2 separate regions of the Anas platyrhynchos genome follow, and region 1 is linked to region 2. Evidence: chromatin contacts called from public Hi-C data. All regions are on one chromosome and are shown on one strand. Each heading gives the region's core, a stretch centred on a gene start, on an enhancer-like site or on the middle of the called end of the contact. The rest is flanking DNA. Distances are from core to core; before and after follow the strand shown.

Region 1 (6,559 bases), core at 3,464-5,963, 42 kb after region 2:
TGCTCACCGGGGCACCACGGCACAGCCCCGGTCCCCCCCGGGGGGATGCTGCTCACCGTGAAGTGGATCTGGCAGCCGCCCATGATGTAGTCCAGGAAGGAGTAGACCCTGTGGATCTGGGGGGGGGGGACCCTCCTCAGCCGCTGCCAGCCTGCACCACCCCGCGGCAGCCTGTCCCGGCACGGCTCGGCACGCAGACACTCACCTTCAGGTCCAGCAGCACCACCACCCCCGAGTTCTTGTAGTTGCGCTTCTTGATTTTGTACTTGGGGTTCATGCACTCCCACTGCACCTGCGGCACGCGGCACCCGCGCTGCCCGGGGCCGGCCCCACGGCCCCACAGCCCCCAGCCCCATAACGTGACACCCCCCCCAGCCCCACAGCCCCACGACCCACCCAGGCTGGTGTCCCCATGGAGCCCATCCCAGCCATCCCCTCCCCACGGAGCCTCCCCCAGCCCCGCAGGGGACACCCCCACGTCCCCCCCGTCCCCTCTCCACCTTGTTTTCCCCCATCGCCTTCTGCATCTCCTCGAAGGTGGTGAAGAACTCGCCGATGAAGTCGTGCTTGCCCCGCGAGTCGTAGTCCCACACCACGCACTGCGGGGGACACGGCTCAGCCCCGGCTGGGTGCGTGTGTCCCCCCCCCCAACCTCCCCATCCCGGGGATGGGATCCCCATCGCCCTTCCTCACCCTCAGCTTCCTCTTCTCCTCGCAGCTGCAGAGCGAGTTCAGGGAGACCTTGAAGGGCTCCCAGATGGGGCTCAGGTTGTTCTTCACCACCTGGGGGGGCGAGGGGGGGCTCAGCAGGGCTGGGGACCCATGGGGTGGTCCCGGGTAGGATCCAGCCAAGCCTCACCTCGGTGCGGTACACCAGCTGCTCGCTGCGGTCATCATCGATGCGGTAGATCTCCAGGAAGGGGTCGGACTTGCTGAAGAGGTCCTGGAGGGGAGAGGGTGGGACAGGACAGAGCAGAGAACCGGCTGTCCCGTCCATCCCATCCCATCCCATCCCATCCCATCCCATCCCATCCCATCCCATCCCCATCCCATCCCATTCCATCCCATCCCATCCCATCCCATCCCATCCCATCCCATCCCCATCCCATCCCATCCCATCCCATCCCATCCCGTCCCATCCCGTCCCATCCCATCCCATCCCATCCCCATCCCATCCCATTCCATCCCATCCCATCCCCATCCCATCCCATCCCATCCCATATCCCCATCCCATCCCATATCCCCATCCCCATCCCATCCCATCCCATCCCATCCCACCTTGTCATCCAGCTTCTTGGCCCGAAACGCCAGCTCCACGTAGCCGTTGTTCCCCGAGATCTCCTCGGAGATGACCTGCAGGGAGAGGTGCCCGTGGGGTGCTCAGCACCCGGCGTGGTGTTGTCCCCCTGCCCTCCTTCCCTCCCATCCTCCACGCGCCTCCTGGCACCATGGGGACCCCCAGGGTGGGTAGCAGCTACCAGGGGGACCCCAATCCATCTGGGATGCGTGGGGCAACTGGATATATGGCTGGGATGGGAGGAGGGTCACTGGGGTCCCCCCACATGTGTGCCCCACTCAGTGCCACCCCGCTGCCACCCGCAGCCCAGCCCGGCCGCTCACCGTGATGGTGGATTTCCCTGCGAATTTCCCATATTTGAGGAACAGCGGCTTCGTCACCCGCTTCTGCGCCACGATCTGCAAAAAACGGTGGGCTCGGGGAGGGGACATCATCCCACCGGTGAGCGGGGGGTCCCGGCGGGGGGCTCACCTGCCCCACGGTGCACTCCATGCCCCCCAAGAAGTCATCGTCGTGCGTGCCGACGCCGGCGTGCCCGTGGCTGTCGTACACCTCGAAGCGCAGCTTCTGCACCTCCTCGAAGTAGTAATCCACCGTGAAGATCTTGGCGAAGACGGGGTTCAGGTTGCTCTTGATCACCTCGCTGCGGTCCACCTGCGGGGCAGAGGGGGCTCCGCCAGCCCCACCACTTGGCACCAAGGGGCTGCCCCCCAGGTCCCAGCGGGCGGGTGCTGGCTGCTCCTCAAACCGTGCCCGTGGGAGCTCCGGGCATGCCTTCCCCCCGAAAAAATGGGGATTTCGCCCTTAGAAGCAGAACTGCTCCACACTCGTCTCACTGAAATTCATCCTTAAATCAGCTCAAGCCCCTGGCTCACTGCGTCGCTGTGGTGGGATTGTACCCGGGGCGGGAGCCAGCTCGGGGACGGATTTGGGGCTGGTGGCAGTGCTGGCGCAGGAGGGAGAGGTGCCCCTGGGTGCCACCCTTGGGTGCTGAGGCACCTCTCCCTCTGGGGCAGACCCCACATCACCGGGGCTGCATCGAGGCGATGCTCGGGCTCTGGCCCACCTTTTCCATGGCTCTGTTTGGGCACGGGGATGAGTCCCAGTGAGGGTCCCCCATTGCCCACCAGCCCTGCCCGCTGCCACGGGTGGGGACCAAAACGCAGCCCAGGAGGGGTCCTCTTGCCCTTGGGATGTGGCCCTCGCCCAGCACGGCCCCGATGGCACGGCACAGCCTGGGGGTGCCGCATCCCCAAGCTGGCACGGGGCCCCTCGCCGCCCGCCCTGGCTCCGGTTCTGGCTCCAGCCCGGGCGAGCAGAGTCAATTACACGCAGAGGGATTTAGCGCTAAATCTGCCGGCTGAGCAGCGGTGATTAGCGAGCGCGGAGCTGCTGGAGCCAGGCAGGAGCTGAGCTGGGGGCAGCCATGGGATGGAGCCAGCCCCAGCCCCAGCAGGGACACAGCAGCCCCCAAACCCTGATGCACCCCAGGGGTGGCCAGCGCATCAAAAAACCCTGGCACAGGGTGGCTGAGCCCATGTGGACCCCCACACCGTGAGCACCCCGTCCCCTGGTGCCGCCAGAGCCACCAGGTCCTGGGGGTCTCACTCCAAGCCAGGGCTCTGCACCGTCCCCGTGCACCGCCCGAGCATCCCAAAGCACCCGGAGCACCGGGCCCTGCCCTTCACACCCCGTGTCCCTCACACCCCGCGTCCCTCACACCCCGCGTCCTTCACCTCACTGCACCCCGAGCCCTGCACCTTGCACCCCGCAGCCTGCGCCTGCGCCCAGCCCTGCTCCCTACACCCCACCCTAAGTCAGTTCCTGCACCTTGCACCTCGCTCCCCGCTCTGCCGCCAGCTCCTGCCCTGCCCTCGGCCCCGCTGGACATCGTGGCCATCCTAGGGCTGTCTCCGCTCCCGTCCCCATCCCGGTGCCCCCATCCCTGTGCCCAGCACCCTGCCCTGCCTACCTCCACCCACTGCCCCTGGGACTGCATGAGCAGCAGGACGCAGGGGTCCGACTTGTTGAGGGTGTCGCGGTCCAGGAGGTGCTTGCAGCTCACCCGCAGCTCCACCTTGGAGAGCACGGCCAGCGGCGCCTGGGAGGAGGGCTCGGGCGCTTCGCCCATGGTGGCAGCAGCACGGGGGGCTGCCAGGCGTGACGGGGGGCAGGCGGCACCGTGGGTGAAGGGCATGCGGGGGGACGGGGCGGCCGCTGCCTTCCTGGCTGTCAGCGCAGCAGGCTGGTGACCCTCATGCCCGGGGCACGGGGCCCCGCGGTGCCAGGAGTGCGGCTGGAGCCCGGGCACAGGTCCCTGGTGGTGGAGGGCGCTGGAAGAGGTTTGGGGGGCTCACGGAGCAGGGGCGCAGGAGGAGAGAGGGGTGAGGCGGCCCGGTGGGTGCTGGGGACCTGAGGGACCCTCTCCGAGGTGCGGAGGTGGATTCCAGCCCCGGTGGTGGCCCTGCGAGGTGTCAGAGCACCGTGGGGTGAGCTGGAGCTGGGGCACCCCCAAACAGGCAGCCCCTCGGGCACGGCTCTGCCCCTGTGCACTCACTGGACCCCCAGGGTGGATCTTGTGGGGCCGTGCCCAGCTCTGCCCCCAGCCTCACCCCACAAGGTGCCCGCAGCCCCAGCCCCGATCCCGCTCCTTGTGCAGGAGAACAAAACCTCCCCGCCCAGCCCCTGCACCCTGGGGTGACGGGGTGGTCACTGCCCGGGGGGGGACACAGGGACACCCTCCGCCCTGCTGCTCCCAGTGCTGGGGACACGGAGCTGCCGTGCTCCACCGGGGTGCTGGCAGGGCTCAGCCAGGCGATGCTGCAACGTTGGCTCTGCCGCTCCATCCCCACCCCATCCCCACCCCACCCCATCCCCATCCCTGCTCCCATCCCATCCCATTCCTAGGCTCGTTGCCCCCATCCACAGCCCCCAGTTGCACCCAGTACACGCTGAGGCTGGGGCAGAGCCGCCCCCCACCCGGTGCCCGGAGCTGGTGCCTCCTGACCGAAGTTTCCCGACGAAGTCGCTCAGGGCCCTGCCCTCCCCGGCACATGGCTCCGGTGGGCACCGTCCCCTCCCCGGCACCGTGGCACCGCTCGGCATCCCCCAGCAAAGGGGTTCAGAGCCCCCTGCCCTGCCCAGCTGCCCCCCTCACCTGGGTGCTGGTGGCCCGGGAGCCGTGTGGGGCCGGCCGAGGGCTGGCGTGGCTGGCGGAGCCGGTGTGCCAGCCGGAGCCGGTGTGCCAGCCGGAGCTGCCGCCGCTGCCACCTCCACACAACTGACTCAAGCTGCAGTTCGGGAGCGGAGCCCTAAGAGGGAGACTACAATCTCCGTTAACTGCCTCGCTGCCGGCACCGGAGCAGAGCCCGCCTGTGGGCACGGGGGCTCCGTGGTGCCTCGGGGGTCCCCGGTACAGGTGGCCACGCCAGGGCGCACGGCACAGCGCTGGGGGCACCTCCATCCAGCCCCCCTGCACCCTGCCTGGCACAGCCCTTGCTCCATGCACCCCACAGACCCCTTATCACTCCCCATGGGGTGCCCGAGGCCTGTCCCATCCCCTGTGTGTCCCTGTCCCCCTGTGTCCCCCACTGGAGCTGTCCCTGCCCCAACAGGGGGGTCATGGCGTGCCCAAGCCCCCAGTGCTGGAGCCCCCGTCCTGGTCTGGGGTTGCCCCCACACCCCACCCGTCCCTGGAGCACTGCAGCGCTGTCAGCTCGGCTGCGTGAGGGATGATGTAATTAGCCGGCGTTCGGAGGGATTAAATGCAGGGAGGGCTAACGAGCGGGAGGGCACTGCAGGGCCTGGGCTCCGGGAGCTAATCCCCAGCCTGGTTGGCAGAAGTAGGACACCCCCTCCCCGCGCCGTGCCCACTGCAGCACCCCAATGCTGAGCGCCCCAGCTCCCAGCCCTGCGCCCGAGCCCTCTGCTGCTGGAGCCCTGAGTTTGTCATCACCCCATTAATGAATACGAATGGTTCAATTATCCCAGCACGGGAGCAGCACTGCCCCAGAAGTGCTTAGCCAGCCCGCAGCCAGCGAGCGCTCCCCGGAGCGGGACGGAGCCCACGGCCCCGTGACCGCAGCAGGCGGAGGGGACACGGCTGGCAGAGCCCCGGGGAGCTGCAGGGATGGGGCAGAGCCCCAGCAGTGAGGGATTGCCCTGGAGAAATGGTTTAAAAAGGGCTGTGGGGTGAGTGCGAGGCGCTGGGGTGAGGCAGCTGCAGGGCCGGGTGACAGCGAGCACAGGGCTGGGGCCCGGCTCCACCCAGCGGCCAGCGGCAGCAAGCACAGCCCCACACACCCCAAATGTGGGAGCAGGGACCCCACAGGGACCCCACTTCTGAGCCTCGGCTTCCTCCTGCCCACAGCCCCAGGGTTTGACAGCTCGCTGCAAGGGAACACAAACAGAGCAGGGAAAGCTTGGGGCAGGGCCAGGGCTTCCCAGGGAGGGGCCCTGGACCCCCCCGGCACAGGCAGGAGCAGGGCAGGGCTGGGGACAGCTCCAGGCAGGAGCAAGCTCTGATCCCGTTGTTCCTGACAACAAAAATCACCCTCCAGCACAGAGGCGAGGTGCCTCCTTCCCTCGCTGCCAGGAAGCTCGGAGGTTCTGATCAGATTGGAGCCTGGCTGAGCTCCTCCACGCTGCCCACCACTGGTACAGGCACCAGGAGAAGCTCCAGGGCAGCTCGGTGCTGTGTCTGCCCTAAGAAGACACCACACGGCTCCGTTTCTACATTTTTTATTGGCAGTTCTGCTGCAAACAGTTCATTTCTTCTTCTCCACGTCCTGCTCTGCCGCTTCTTTGGCACGTTTTGCCCGAATCCCGAAGAGGCGAGCGTTGGCCCGGGCCATGCGCAGGCTGGCGAAGGCCTTGAAGTTCTTCTCCTCCTCGGTGATAACGCGGGCCTTCTCCCGCTTGAAAACCTGGGGGGAAGAGAGCCCAGCAGTCAGACCGCACATCAGAGGCTGCCAGAGAAGACGGTATTTAAGGCTTAACGCAATTAATCTCGCTACATTTTTACCACTGGCTCCAGGATGCTGTTAAGAATACAGAATTTGTGCAATCTGGAGGCCCTGCCCTTATCATCACTCCACCAGACACCTCATTTCAACCAGCTCCTAATTTGCCAGCGCACATCAGCAGACGAGCAGCAAATACCAGGGAAAAACAAGCGCAAAACGAAATCTGAGTCAGGTTCGTGGCACGCTATCAACAATCTCACGATTAGCGAGGGTTTTAAAGACGGTGACCTCGCAACCT
Region 2 (6,470 bases), core at 3,404-5,903:
AGACCGCCGAACCAGGATGAGGAGACGGATGAGGAGTTCTACAGGCAGCTGACAGAAGTTGCGAAATCGTCAGCGCTTGTACTCGTGGGGGACTTCAACTTCCCAGACATATCCTGGAAGCACAACACAGCCCAGAGGAAGCAGTCTAGGAGGTTTCTGGAGAAAGTGGAAGATAGCTTCCTGACGCAGCTGATTAGTGAACCTACCAGGGGTGGTGCCCTGCTAGACCTTCTCTTCACCAACAGAGAAGGACTGGTGGAGGATGTGATTGTCGGGAACAGTCTTGGGCAGAGTGACCACGAAATGGTGGAGTTCTCTATTCTTGGCGGGGCCAGGAAGGGAACCAGTAAAACCACTGTATTGGACTTTCGGAGGGCTGACTTTAGGCTGCTCAGGACACTGGTTGGTGGAGTCCCATGGGAGGCGGTTCGGAAGGGCAGAGGGGTTCAGGAAGGCTGGGTGCTATTCAAGAGGCAAATCCTAATGGCACAGGAGCGGTCTATCCCCATGTGCCCAAAGATGAGCCACCGGGGAAGACGACCAGCCTGGCTCAACAGAGAATTGTGGCTTGAGCTTAGGAGGAAAAAGAGGGTTTATAATCTTTGGAAAATTGGGCAGGCCACTAGGGAGGACTATAAGGATGTAGCGAGGCTGTGCAGGGACAAAATTAGGAAGGCCAAAGCTCATCTGGAGCTCAAGCTGGCTACTGCCGTTAAAGATAACAAAAAACGCTTTTATAAATACATCAACACAAAAAGGAGGACTAAGGAGAATCTCCATCCTTTACTGGATGCGGGGGGAAACTTAGTTACAAGAGATGAGGAAAAGGCGGAGGTGCTCAATGCCTTCTTTGCCTCAGTCTTTAGTGGTAAAACTGGTTGCTCTCTGGATACCCAGTACCCAGAACTGGTGGAAGGGGACGGGGAGCAGGATGTGGCCCTCACCATCCACGAAGAACTGGTTGGTGACCTGCTACGGCACTTGGATGTGCACAAGTCGATGGGGCCGGATGGGATCCACCCAAGGGTACTGAGAGAACTGGCAGAGGAGCTGGCCAAGCCCCTATCCATCATTTATCAGCAGTCCTGGCTATCGGGGGAGGTCCCAGCTGACTGGCGGCTAGCAAACGTGACGCCCATCTACAAGAAGGGCCGGAGGGCAGACCCGGGGAACTACAGGCCGGTCAGTTTGACCTCAGTACCAGGGAAGCTCATGGAGCAGATCCTCTTGGGAGTCATCATACGGCACTTGAAGGGCAAGCAGGCGATCAGGCCCAGTCAGCATGGGTTTATGGAAGGCAGATCCTGCTTGACGAACCTGATCTCCTTCTACGACAAAGTGACGCGCTGGGTGGACGAGGGAAAGGCGGTGGATGTGGTCTACCTTGACTTCAGCAAGGCTTTTGACACCGTTTCCCACAGCATTCTCCTCAAGAAACTGGCTGCTCTTGGCTTGGACTGGCGCACGCTTCGTTGGGTTAGAAACTGGCTGGATAGCCGGGCCCAGAGAGTTGTGGTAAATGGAGCCAAGTCCAGTTGGAGGCCAGTCACTAGTGGCGTCCCCCAGGGCTCGGTGCTGGGGCCGGTCCTCTTTAACATCTTCATCAATGATCTGGATGAGGGCATTGAGTGCACCCTCAGTAAGTTTGCAGATGACACCAAGCTAGGTGCGTGTGTCGATCTGCTTGAGGGTAGGAAGGCTCTGCAGGAGGATCTGGATAGGCTGCACCGATGGGCTGAGGTCAACTGTATGAAGTTTAACAAGGACAAGTGCCGGGTCCTGCACCTGGGGCGCAATAACCCCAAGCAGAGCTACAGGCTGGGAGAGGAATGGCTGGAGAGCTGCCAGGCAGAGAAGGACCTGGGAGTGATGGTGGACAGTCGGCTGAATATGAGCCAGCAGTGTGCTCAGGTGGCCAAGAAGGCCAACGGCATCCTGGCTTGTATCAGAAACACTGTGACCAGCAGGGCTAGGGAGGTGATCGTCCCCCTGTACTCGGCTCTGGTGAGGCCGCACCTCGAGTACTGTGTTCAGTTCTGGGCCCCTCGCTACAAGAAGGACATCGAGGTGCTTGAGCGGGTCCAGAGAAGGGCGACGAAGCTGGTGAGGGGCCTGGAGAGCAAGTCCTATGAGGAGCGGCTGAAGGAGCTGGGCTTGTTCAGCCTAGAGAAAAGGAGGCTCAGGGGTGACCTTATCACTCTGTATAAGTATATTAAAGGAGGCTCTAGCGAGATGGGGGTTGGCCTGTTCTCCCATGTGCCTGGTGACAGGACGAGGGGGAATGGGCTAAAGTTGCGCCAGGGGAGTTTTAGGTTAGATGTTAGGAAGAATTTCTTTACTGAAAGGGTTGTTAGACATTGGAACAGGCTGCCCAGGGAGGTGGTTGAGTCACCATCCCTGGAAGTCTTCAAAAGACGTTTAGATGTAGAACTTAGGGATATGGTTTAGTGGGGACTGTTAGTGTTAGGTCAGAGGTTGGACTCGATGATCTTGAGGTCTCTTCCAACCTAGAGATTCTGTGATTCTGTAAATGCATCTGATCGGCTCGGTTTGCTGCCTAGAAGTGCTTTGTACCAGTACTCAGAAGGCTGGTAGCTTGTTCTGCCAGAAGGAAGGGATCTGCAGCGTCCCAGACAGAGCCTGCTGAAAGCCTTTCTGTTCATATCAGATTGAATGTGTATTTTCTTCTATCTGATGTTATCTGCCCTGTCACTGCAGGAGCTTTTATTTCTGAATGACTTGCTATTTATTCTCAGTTTCCTGCTCAGACTTTACACCTCCAGGTAGTGCTGGAACCTCGTATCTATCTCTTGGCGTTTGTGTGGCATTGCACGTTTGTTGAAAGAGGCTTTTCCTCAGGCCAGAAACACACACGGAATTTCACAACGAAGAGTCCCTAACAAGGAGGAACACGGGTTTCTGAATGATTTAGTGCTCTGAAATGGGAGAGCAAAAACAACAAGTTCCTTTCAGCAGCTCTCTGCCCTAAGCACCCTCCTGCCTATGAATGCGTTTCTGTCCCTTTGCTGTCTTCTCAGCTTTGAAGTGCAACCATTGGTGTAGTCAGCTAGCAGATTGGATCAGGGAGCAGATTCAAGCTAAAAATAATCATTTGATCTCATCGTCTTTCACGGGGGGAGTCTGGAGGAAGAGTCATTGAGGAAAGAAATCTCTTGAGCAAACAGATACGGGAGGTTGTTCCAAGGAAAATGAGCAATGCAAAAAACCCTCCCGGGGCTTGTCCTCACTGGAGAGGTTAGAGGGGAAAAGTCTCCTACAGGCAACAGGGTGGGGTAGGTGCAGGACTCGCAGGGACTCTGTGGAGCACAGCTAGGAAGTGAGCAACCAGCTTGTCACCAGCACACCCGTACTGCTTCCCCTGCCCCTGTTGTGATGAAGTCCCTGCATTGCACAAGGGCCTGGTGGCCCCGGGAGGAACCCAGGCCCCCAGGCAAGGGGAAAGGCTTGGGCTAAATTCCTGAAGGTCCTTTACGAGAGCATGTCATGTGCGTGATCTCTTACTGGGACTTCTGCTTTGATGCAACTAAAACCTAAGGTGATCTGTCCTTTCTGACTCCCAGGAGGGCGTGGACTTTCAGACCTCTCTGGAATGGTCCCTGGAGATTTTGCAGTGCCTGGAAGAGAGGGGCGCGTCCTGGCCACTTCTCTTCCAGTCAGCAGAAAAAGGTGAGCGAGTCCTGCCTCCGAGGGATGGAAAGTTGGGGTTTAGTGCTGGACAGTACTGCTCTCTTTGATTAATGAATGTGCTTTGTAAGGAGGAACTGTTGAGCCTTTGTGAGCTGCATGGGAAAAAAAAAAAATTGCTTCAGTAAAGGCTGAGAACATCCTGCTTCTACCCTACAGTACGGTGACCCGGCTGAGGGGTAGAGCTGGCTGAAACTCAGGCTTTCTCCACCAGATGAAACAATACTAAGAGGGAACAGCTGTCTTCTAGCTGTCTTCTCCATGTCACCACACCCAGGTGTCAGGGTTTAGCGTGGGCTGGAAGGAAGCCGTGCAGCCCCTGCGCTGCTGTAGCAGTACACGAGGTAGGGTGAGGACCGCTGCAGATGCTCAGTGCTTCTCTCTGGTTGTTACAGGCTCCAGAAAATACTTTGTCCTGCACAGCGCGGCCTCAGCCTGCCACAGCCGGCTCTTGCCTCTCGCGTTCTACAGGTAAGGGATGTCCTGCTGGGTGCAGGAATGTGCTTGTGAGGGAGGATGTGGCTGGTGGCTGCCATGCACAGCAGCAGGCCCGGTGGTGAGCTGAGCTCCTGTGTTAGCTGTGCAGGAGAAAACACTGGATCATGACAGGGCGACTGTTTTAGAACCCCTGTCTCTTTCGCTAGAAGTTTCCCTTCATCTTTGTCCTTCAGTGTCCCTGGCTGCATTATTGCTCCTGGCAGGGGGTGGCCCTGCACGCAGTGGCACTTGTAAAACAGAGGGCAGCAGGAGCACTGCCTGGATTTACCTCGTGTCTTGCTGTTAGAAACTAAGGTGGAATTGGCGCTGACTGGACACATGTGTGACTTCCCACAGCCTCACCCCTGCCTTTGACCACGAGCTGCTTGCTAGAGAGCAGCTCTTCCTCTACGTGGCGCTCGACCTCTACCTCCAGCTGCTTCAGCTCTTTGTGGAAGGGAAGGACCTGCCTCAGTCTGACCAGGTGGGACAAGGCCAAGACCCTGTGGAGCACGTGAGTGAAGCTCAGTCTTTTTTTCCTCTCCTAACTCTGAATCCTATCCCTTTTCCCTTCCCCCTGCTGCTTGCAGCATCCCTCTGGTTCTCACTCTCCTGTACAAAGCTGTGGGTTCACATGGAGATGCCTTTGGCAGGCAGCTTGTTCCCAGCCTGGGCTGAGAGGCTGCAGGTGCTGCTGGTGCCTGAACCCTCAGCTGCCCCGCTGCTGTGCCTCACCTCGTCTGTTCCTCAGGGGGATCCCGTGGAGGTGATCTCCAAGGCCCGTCGGTTCCTGCGTGCTGCGATTCCTCGCTGCCCTGCCAGAAGCTTTGGGAACCTAGGACCGGTGCGTTGAGTGTTTTCTCTCCTCCCAGTCTGAGAGCCCCATGTCTGAGCAGCACCAGCTTTGTGTGGCCTTTCTTGCCACACTTAACTTGCTCTCCCAGCAGCAGGCAGCGTGCTGCTGTACCATGCGTTGGAGCAGTAGACACCTGCTGTTGGACCAGTGCTATAGCCGCTGCCGTCCCGCTCCCCTGCTGCGGGCTCCGTCTCAGCTCCGTTAAACATTACCCTCACGCACTCTTGCTTAATGCTTGATCTTACGGAAAGTGCCAGGCACGGTTACGGGGCTGGTGTTGCAATTCCCACACGCACGGTGCTGGCTGCCTGCAGCCCCTGATTGCTGCAGCAGCCAGCAGCAGCTGCCTGCACAACTCACAGGGGTTGCTGTAACTTGCTCTGAGGAAGCAAGAGCAGCCCTAACACCAGCCACCTGCCCTCTCCACAGTTACTAGCTGCCTGTGACCAACTTGACCCCGAGCTGGGAGCCATCCTGCATCGCTCGAGGCCAGCTGCAGCCCTGGACCTGGACGAGGAGCTGGTCCTGTTTTGAGGGCCAGGCAGTGCCACCACGCTGACTGGGGACAAGGGACAGCCCCGCTGCTACCTCTCTTTTCTCACCAGTGCTGTTTCTTTCCAATTACTTTGTAAATAATTTATTACAAGCATAACCATGAAGCTCTTGTTACAATAAAAAGTAGGTTACAAATTTCAATTTAGACTTACTTTGGGAATCTTTTCTTTTTTTAAACCAAAACAAAACATCTGCTCAAAGTTGCTCCACTGTCCTAGGTACCCTTACAGCCACCTGCAGGCAATACTGCACAGGCAGCAGCTTGTGCAGGTTGGTAACAGTTGTGGGCCAACTCTGCTTCTACAACTGTGTGCACGGGGAGAAGGGGGACAACAAAGGGGTGCTGCCAAACATCCACTCCCCTGGGATTAGACAGACTCTTAGTACAACACTGCTGAATCAGACGTGAGCATGGAGAATCACAGCATGATAACAAGCTTTTTCTGAGCAAGCTGAAGCTAATTCCACTGAGTTCTTTGGAGACTAAAACGTAAATTAAAAATCTCCACTCTGCTGTATGGTTTCTACAGGGCTGGACTGGGAACGCTGCCCCGTCCCCCTCAGGTGGGCTCCTGCTGTGCAGTCACTTCTGGCTTTACTGCCTGGCTCTCTGAAGTCCCTGAAGTATTTAGGAGGAGAATAGGCTCTGGCTCCAGTGGCTTGGTTTTGTCCTGAGTCTGGGTCAGAGGGTGCACCATGGACATGTGGACATTAAGGTTATGGGCCTTCTCGAAGCGCTTCCCACACTGGTCGCAGGCAAACTCCAGCTCCGTCTCGGCTTTGTGTTTGGTCATGTGGTACTTGAGCGACGCGCGCTGCCGGCACTGGAACCCGCAGATTTCACACCTGCAAGGCAAGGCAGGGGCTCAGCACCCAG

The links. Hi-C and Micro-C count contacts between places; a contact is called where the count stands out from the background.
Region 1: a Hi-C map of liver shows a contact between it and region 2, with 5 times the contacts expected there. The contact joins the promoter of CPNE7 here to the enhancer-like site in region 2. A contact is called at or near these places in 2 of 8 Hi-C or Micro-C datasets (liver and skeletal muscle).

Annotation. Positions count from the first base shown.
Region 1 is chr12:1,441,127-1,447,685 of IASCAAS_PekinDuck_T2T, forward strand. CPNE7 (copine 7) reads right to left here and starts at 4,714. Exons shown (of 16, transcript XM_027466415.3): 1 at 4,455-4,714; 2 at 3,270-3,761; 3 at 1,769-1,951; 4 at 1,621-1,695; 5 at 1,279-1,353; 6 at 860-943; 7 at 694-783; 8 at 501-599; 9 at 206-292; 10 at 57-116. The coding sequence starts at 3,494. It overlaps RPL13 (ribosomal protein L13), which reads right to left. Exons shown (of 6, transcript XM_027466423.3): 6 at 6,022-6,222. The coding sequence ends at 6,064.
Region 2 is chr12:1,399,293-1,405,762 of IASCAAS_PekinDuck_T2T, forward strand. FANCA (FA complementation group A) reads left to right here. Exons shown (of 43, transcript XM_072043973.1): 39 at 3,582-3,687; 40 at 4,101-4,176; 41 at 4,540-4,696; 42 at 4,934-5,026; 43 at 5,468-5,734. The coding sequence ends at 5,572. ZNF276 (zinc finger protein 276) reads right to left here. Exons shown (of 11, transcript XM_027466411.3): 11 at 5,756-6,439. The coding sequence ends at 6,154. Among named protein-coding and RNA genes, the nearest start is that of ZNF276, 9.9 kb to the right of the region's middle. Within about 2 kb of position 4,654, at least 1 of the 8 cell types and tissues checked has an H3K27ac peak or open chromatin away from gene starts, as enhancers often do.